Linked DNA regions of Mus musculus: region 1 is linked to region 2. The links are chromatin contacts, called in public promoter capture Hi-C maps. All regions are on one chromosome and are shown on one strand. Each heading gives the region's core, a stretch centred on a gene start, on an enhancer-like site or on the middle of the called end of the contact. The rest is flanking DNA. Distances are from core to core; before and after follow the strand shown. Region 1 has its middle 39 kb from the start of Art2b. Region 2 overlaps Pde2a (phosphodiesterase 2A, cGMP-stimulated).

Evidence for each region. Promoter capture Hi-C pulls out the DNA fragments that hold promoters and counts their contacts.
Region 1: a promoter capture Hi-C map of liver shows a contact between it and region 2, with 2.4 times the contacts expected there. The contact joins two enhancer-like sites. A contact is called at or near these places in 11 of 39 promoter capture datasets (the 3T3-L1 cell line, 3T3-L1-derived adipocytes, the HPC-7 cell line and 6 more) and 2 of 484 Hi-C or Micro-C datasets (bone marrow-derived macrophages and urothelial organoids).

The regions. Positions count from the first base shown.
Region 1 is chr7:101,618,373-101,622,592 of GRCm38.p6, reverse strand. No RefSeq gene overlaps it. Among named protein-coding and RNA genes, the nearest start is that of Art2b, 39 kb to the right of the region's middle. Within about 2 kb of position 2,067, at least 8 of the 459 cell types and tissues checked have an H3K27ac peak or open chromatin away from gene starts, as enhancers often do. A contact at or near this core is called in liver, where this site is marked.
Region 2 is chr7:101,481,717-101,485,681 of GRCm38.p6, reverse strand. Pde2a (phosphodiesterase 2A, cGMP-stimulated) reads right to left here. Exons shown (of 30, transcript NM_001143849.2): 3 at 1,052-1,140. Among named protein-coding and RNA genes, the nearest start is that of Mir139, 8.3 kb to the right of the region's middle. Within about 2 kb of position 1,846, at least 71 of the 459 cell types and tissues checked have an H3K27ac peak or open chromatin away from gene starts, as enhancers often do. A contact at or near this core is called in liver, where this site is marked.

The DNA of each region.
Region 1 (4,220 bases), core at 818-3,317, 140 kb before region 2:
GTATGTGTTTACAATGTACCTGCCTGGTGAGGGGTCAAAAGAAGGCATTAGATTCCTTAGAATTGCAGTTACAGATGGTTGTGAACCACCATGTGGGTGTTGGGAACTGTGATGGTTTGTATATCCTTGGACCAGGGAGTGGCACCATCTGAAGGTGTGGCCTTGTTGGAATAGGTGTGACCTGGTTGGAATGGGTGTGTCACTGTGGGTGTGGGTATAAGATCCTCACCCTAGTTGCCTGGAAGTCAATCTTCCACTAGCAGCCTTTGGATGAAGACATAGAACTCTCAGCTCCTCCTGTGCCATGCCTGCCTGGATACTGCCATGCTCCCACCTTGATGATAATGGACTGAACCTCTGAACCTGTAAGCCAGCCCCAATTAAATGTTGTTTTTTATAAAACTTGCCTTGTTCATGGTGTCTGTTCACAGCAGTAAAACCCTAACTAAGACAGGAACCAAACCTAAGTCCTCTGCTCTTAACTGCCGAGTCATCTCTCCTGCCCCACATAGATTTACTTTTGCTGGTGAACCTAATATCTTGGACTTGAGGCTAGAGAGATGACTCAGCAGTCTGGGCTGGTGAGATGGCTCAGTGGGTTAGAGCACCCGACTGCTCTTCCGAAGGTCCAGAGTTAAAATCCCAGCAACCACATGGTGGCTCACAACCATCCGTAACAAGATCTGACCCCCTCTTCTGGAGTGTCTGAAGACAGCTTCAATGTACTTACATATAATAAATAAATAAATAAATCTTTAAAAAAAAAAAAAAAAAAAAAAAAGCAGAGGACCTAGGTTTGGTACCCAACACCCACATGGTGGCTCATGTGGTTCCCATGGAACACAGCTCCAGGGAATCCAACACTTTTTCTGACCTCTGCAGGAACTGTACACACATGGTGCACATACATACACATAAGCAAACACTCATACACACACCATAAAGATAAGTAAATCTTGAAAACAAGATCTTAGACATACATGCTAAGCAACCGCCCTGCCACCACTGCTGCTCCCCAGTCTCAGGATCTCCTAATTAAGCCTGTGAGCTCATGATTTATTTGGGGACTTTCTGATTAACACATGTTCTGTGCATGTCTTCAGTGTGATAATGACTTTATACACTTTCAGTGATAACACTGAAGACATGCGCTGTAGCCCAGAAATATAAATGAAAGAAATGGTCTACAAGATGCTCTCCCATGTCTTGGAGAGTTCTGTAGGCTGTGTTAATTCCTAGCTAAGACATTCCTCCCACTTACATGAGATGGATGGAGAGAGAACTGGCAGCTCCCACTGACAGCACTTCCATGGCTTTTTATGATGCCCAGAATGCCCAGGGAGGTCCTAACAACCATCCTAGAGCTTGACCTTGGTCAAGTTTGAGACTAGATAATCTTTTTTAAAAAAATATTTGTTTTATGTATATGAATACACTTTAGCTGTCTTCAGATACACCAGAAGAGGGCATCAGATCTCATTATTACAGATGGTTGTGAGCCACCATGTATGTGGTTGCTGGGAATTGAACTCAGGACCTCTGGAAAAGCAGTCAGTATTCTTAACCTCTGAGCCAACTATCCAGCCCTAGATAATCTTTTATGAGGGATGTCTTGTGGGTTTTACAATACTTTACGGCATGCCTGGTCTGCAGACTATAGACACCATGCACCATGCCCCCTCAAGTTATGATAGCCAAAAAGTGTCTTTAGATATTCCCAAATGTCCTCTTATGGGCAAAATCACCCCTGGTTGGAAACCACTGTCTTTGGCAAACCTTTTCCTACTGGGATATGTAATTTATCACTAAGTTTTGTTGAATCCACCTTCCAGAATTAACTGTCAATTTCATTTCCTCTCTGATTCCAATGTCTCTGGTCTCCTAAGGAAATGTACAGGTAAGAGTATCCTTAAGGAATCAATGTAGCCGGGAAATTTTACCAGAAGCTGATGTGCAGTGGCAGATCTTAGCCACTGGGTGGCGTCTGTACATCACTAGCTCTGCAGAGCCAAACCGGATCTCCCCAGAAGCAGATAGACAAAACTCTGCCCAGACCAAAAAGATAAGATTGGGCCTCACCTATTTACAGAGTACTCTGTGCCAGGCATTGCAGAAGGTAAAACTAAGCAGATAACCTTTACTGAATATTTACTCTATGCCAGCCAGACCCTAAGTTCTATGTAATGTGCGTCATCACCTTGAATTCTAATAATAATCCTAAAATGTAAAATTAGTCATTCTTCTATGTTATAGACAAACAAATGAACAAAACCTAAGAAGTACAGCAGACTTGAGGGCTGGAATGTAGATCAGTGGTAAAATACTTGCCTACCATGCATAAGGCCCTGGGTTCAATCCCCCAGTACTGCAATAAACAAACAAATAATAAATAAATCAATACATATTAAAAATGACCTAATTATTGCAAAAATACTCAAGAAGGTCATGTAACTGTCGAATATCTAATGTATGCTAGATAACCTTGTAGATGTGAGATGCTATGTTTAACCCAGTTATTACAGAAAGGATCTCAGAATTATACCCCAAGCTTACACAGCTGGCCAAGTTCATGTATAAATGCAAGGGATATGTATCAGATTCCAGCACCATCTTCTTCATCATACTGGAACACAAAGAAAAAAACCTGAGTCCGTGTCTTCTCCCGGATCTCCCCGACAATCTGCTCTGTGTCGACAGGATCCTTGCATGTACCTGCTGTGTGGCAGAAATCACTTTGGTCGTCTGTCTGAAGGTGAACTGACACACCACACCTTGTTTTCATGGAGCCCACAGTTAAGGATATGGAAGGGAAGAGCTGACGAACAACCCATTCCAGAAGTCATGATGGATTTGTGCTGAGTGCTGGAAAGCGAGAGGAAGTGGGCAGAGAGCCTGGAAGTCTAGAAGGAAGAGAAGAGGAAGTGAGCAGGTGTGAGAAAGGAAGCCCATCGCTGAGATGACCACCACCAATGTTTTCACAGGGTATAGGCATGGGTTTTTGGTATTTATTCATTTATTTATTTACCAGCATGGAGTCTGAACCTGACTGCCTGGATTTGATCTCTATAACTACTGTATATTCGTGTGCCTTTGGTCAAGTTTACCATCTGTAAACTGGGAGCAAAATTACTCTATCCTTTCAGGCTATTGTGAGGATTAAATGAGTTAGCCAATCTAAAGGTTTAGAGCCGCTGTACACAGTGCTGCCTACACACAGTGTGATTATACTGCTGTATGCATTTATATTTGACTTTCTCCACTTTACAAGCAAACTTTTCTCCACATCACTAAAACCTGCTTTGTTAAATACGAACTGTGTGAGCATTTATGTCTGCTAATACATGGAGGGGAGATTAAATACCTCCCCAGAGGCCTTGTGGTCACCCCAGAGAGAGAAGGTGGGTGGACTTTATCAATGTCTCTTCTGTAGAGCTTTTTATTGCTGTTTTGAGAACACCACCACCACCACCAACAACAACAAAGAACAAAGCAACCTAAAAATAGGATAAAGAGCCCAGCAACAGATCCACATGTTATTTATGAGTGGGATTTATGACAGACTCCACTTCACTTTGTCAGGGCTATTTAAAAAATCGGGTCGATGAGATAACTGTGTTGGAAAAAGGAACCCTGACCCCACTTATACAGTCATTGAAAGTTAATTCAGAGCGGGCTACCGCCTTCAGTGTGGGGCTAGAATGAAGTAGCCGAGTTTCTTGGAGAATATAGATGGAGCAGATATACTAAGAAGAACATGGTGAGCTGAATTTCATCAACATGAAGAATTTCTGTACATCAAAAGACATCATTAACAGAGAAAAAGAGAGGCCACAGACAGGAGTATATATTTGTGGAACATGTACTGGCATGGTCATCCAGAAAGCTATATATCACATATATCAAGCTGTCAGTCAGCATTGCATTGCTGTAACACACACCCGAGGTAGTTAACTTACAAAGCAAAAAGGGGTTGGCTGTATATATAGGCAGAAGTAGAGCATGAGGTTGAGATAGAGAGAGGTTTATTTTAGTTCGAAGTTTCAGAGATTGCAGGCTGTGGTTGATTGGTTGGCCAGTGGTTTTGGGCTGATGATAGCACACCATGGTAGGAGCATGTGACAAAACGAAACTGCTTACCTCGTGCTCAGAAAACTAAAGTGAAAAAGAAAGGCCCAGATCCCACTGTTACCTTGGACAGTATAAACCCTCCCTCCCATAAG
Region 2 (3,965 bases), core at 597-3,096:
CAGACTTCTCCCAGGACTTCTATGACTAAGAGTTGCCAGGATAGCAGCTCTGGCACTACCAAAAGAGCTGCAGGCTGGACCGAAACAGCCCAGCTTTCTGAAATTGACTTCAGTGCACTGCACCCACGATGCCTTCTGCTCCTTACCCAGTGCTCCCGTTGTCTTTAGATAACCAGGATGGGTCACCCAGACAGAGGCTGTCACTTCCCCAGCCCCACTGAGAAGTGTTTTGGGCCTCACAGCTGCCTTGTGGTCTTGAACATGTCTCTCAATGTATCCTTTCCAGCTGAACTCACTGGGCTCAGAGGTACCAGGGACCATCGGGTGCTGCGCTCTGGGTTCTGATAGTCACAGCAGACCACACACAATCATTGAATCCTCCCAACATCCCCATAAACACTGCTGTCATCACCGTGTCACCAAAAAGCAAAGCGAAACGGAATCACACGACAGAGGATGCCTGATTTCCCTAGGTTACACAGCTGGTATACAGGGAGGAGGTGGGATTTGAACTTAGGTAGTAGAGATCCAGTAACTTCTAGTCTTATGTACAGGAAGTTGTCACTGTGTGTTCCTGAAGCCCAGGTACACTGAGATCCTAAGCCCAAGCCTTATAGGTAGTGCTCATGGCCCCCTGGGGTAGGAACTGAGAGATGCTGAAGCCCCCTTCTACCCACCCCCTCCACTCCACTCTGAGAAGCTGCAACAACCCAGAAGAACTCTACGGGAGCTGGACATGGTGGATCTCATCTATAATTCCAGTGCTTGGGAGACTGAAGCAGGAGGATCACTGTAAGTTCAAACTTAGCCTGGGCTATACCGTGAGACTTTGTATTAAAAGAAAAAAAAATCTATGTAAAAGACTCTATGAAGAGAGAACCCACCCCCACTCTATACATCCCCAACATAGGAGGAGATATTACTTCGCAGTAGACCCACTTGGGCAGGGAGACTGAAGTTGGGGATGGACCAGATGATATTGGAAGGTTCCTCAACCCTGAGGCCTCTTGGCAGATGCCAGGGGGCAAAGGACAGGCCAAGAAAGACTTACCGAATTTTTCCTTCCTGTGGCAGCTCATGAGGGGGGTCCTCACACACCAGTCTGGACTCCCCATCTAGCAGGTAGGTGTAGACAGTCTCCTAGAATCAAAGGTACATGTGAGACCCTGTAGAGAGACTGTCCAGCCCTAGTCTGCTCATGGCGAGGCCATGGGGGCCTGGGATACAGAGCTTGGTGGTTTGGGAAGGGGTTCTGGGCAGGCAGAGATCCAGGAATCTGTTACTCTCCTTACCGACCACCTCAATCCAAGGTGTGAGCCAATCGCACCCAAGCCTTGAACTCCAGCTCAGGCATTTGGCAAACCATACTTGGTATGGCATGCAGGCGACACTGGCTTAGGATGCACCCTCCTTCCAATACCCCGGTGATCCAAGCCAAGAAACTATAGCCAGGGCTGTCTGCCTGTATTCTGTGGGGCTCTGGAGGGCTTCCCAGAAGAAGTAGTCTTTTAGCTATGACTGGCCGCACTTGGTGTGTGGGTGAGGCTCAGAACTGACCAGTGGAGGTAGGCCAAGTGGCACAGAGAGCAAGGAGCATTTCCGAACTGACAGTGGGGTGAGGGGGTACAGGACTGTGGGTGAGGCTGGAGGGCCTTAGAAACAGCTGGGAGCAGACGCAGGGTAAGTTCACATTTTACATCAACCATTGCCCACGGTGAGTCGGAAGCACTGGCTGGAAGCTTGTCAGATTTTTGCTTCAGCAATCTTCCCTCCCTAGATCAGTCTCAATTGCAAGCCTTGTCCTGGCAGACGCTGCTGTCTCACAAAGATCTACTTCCCAACATGGGGACTCTTAGAGGTCTTGGCCAATCCCCATGACTGTTGGATGGCCACACTCTCCTCTCCCAGGAGGCTTGGGAACCCTCTCTGCTGAGGGTGGCAGGGAGGGCTTCAGGGGGAGCTGCTGAAGGCTCTTTCCCAGGAAGTGTGGGATCCTCAGCAGACCGAGAAGCCACAACCCTGCCAACTGCTTTAGTGGCCTTTGGATATTACACAGGGGATTTCCTGCCATGACCTCCCGTGACACTGAACTGGGTTCAGTTGTCCTGACGTGAGATAGGGACTACAGACCAAGGAAGATAGAAACAGCCTCTGGGAGGGCCCAGAGCCCCTTTGGCCCCCGTGAAAGGGGGCTAAGCTTGAATTGGGTTTTGTTTCAGGTTTTTTTATTTTCGTTTTTTGAGACAAGCTTTCTCATGTTGCTCAGGTTGGCCTCGGACTCACTGTGTGGCTAAAACTGGCTGAGGATTTGTGACAGTCTGCTTTGGGATCATAATCTAGAGCCACTATGCCCAGCCTCTGAGCCAAAATCTAGGAACAAAGCCACTTCGAGAGAGCTACCCCCTCCTCGTTTACCGATCAGGAGCTCTGGGGGGTTTGGGTTTTGGCTTTTTTGGGTTTTTTTTTTTCTTTGTTTTGGTTCGAGTTGGGTTTTTTTGGTTCAGACAGGTTCAGAGCCTAGCAGGGCACTCAGTGTCTAAGAGTCTGTCCTCCCCACACAGAAAGGTGGGCAGTCTTAGGGTGGCGGGGGCAGGAGCCACCCTTCACTTCCGCATGTCCGCGCCTTCCACCCTCACACTCAGCCATCCTGGTTAAATTTAGCCGAGTTTACTGGGTAGGAGGGTTGCTTTTCGTTTCGTACACATCAGCACCATCTGCACTGGGGCTGCCTGCCACAATGGGTGCTGATGAGGAAGCCAGGTGCTGCAGCCCTCCTCCTCCTCCAAGCCCCACCTCCCAGGGCCCAGTCCTCCCCACAGTCAAGAGGAGGCTCCCCAAGACCTGGGCTCCCCAGCCCATCAATGGTCTCTTGAGTAGCGTCTCACTGCCTCTTGGACCTCAGCTGTCATCTCAGCCCTGGGCTTCAGGCTGTAGTTAGCTGGGCACCAAGCCAGTCACTCACCCCCTCCCTTCAACACACAAAACACACACACACACACACACACACACACACACACACACACACACACGCCTCAAGACTTGCAGTTGCAGGGCAGGTCCACAGTCTCTGACCTGCCAGCTTCCCTCACCCTCACCATCCAGATGTTCCTCCACCCCAGGGCAGATGTTGTCTCAGTCATAACCCTCTCCCAAAGGATTTATTTTTGGGCGCCAACACACCACCCACTTCCTACCAATTTCACGCTCAATAAAGCTCAGTCATTAGCCCTCCTCCTGGGCGCTGAACTTCTAGGAGGTTTGGGGAAGTCAGGGCTGAGGACAGGGAATAGGGGTGCATACATGCCAAGCCCCATTTGTCCCTGTCATGCTGTGTGTCCTTGGTGAAATACCCTCCCTCTCTGGGCCTCTGGAGGGTCATCCATCACTCGGAGCCAGGGACAATAGGCTCTAGTGGGGTGGGAAGACTGCATCCTGAGTTGGTCATGCTTCCTGAAGCCAAAGCTGCCTCGGCTGGTGTGTGGAGCAGGGAGAGGATGTTCAAGGGGACTTAGTTTAGACATTTCCTCCTCCAGGAAGTCTTCCATGCTTCTTATATTGATACAAAACCTGTTTTTCAAAGTTCCCTGCATCCCTCCGTCTGGCACAGCTGTGGCTCTGCTGCTCTGACTCCTACGAGCTGGCTCATCAGCCTCCTGCTTAAAGAATGAGCAATGGCGACTGGAGCTAGAAGTGCCAAGGGCAAGGGAGGAATATAACACCCCGAACAAGGCACTCAGGGTTCAGGTGACCCTGCTTGCCCCTTGACCTATCATCACATTCATAGTGTTGTGATGGGACAAGAGAGAGATTTAAAGACTGCTAACTCTCCAGCCCTGTACTTGTTTTTTTTTTTTTAAAGATTTATTATATGTAGGAGTGCTCTGTCTGCATGTACACCTGCATGCCAGACAGAAGAAGGCATTGAATTACATAGATGGCTGTAAGCCACCATGTGGTTGCTGGAA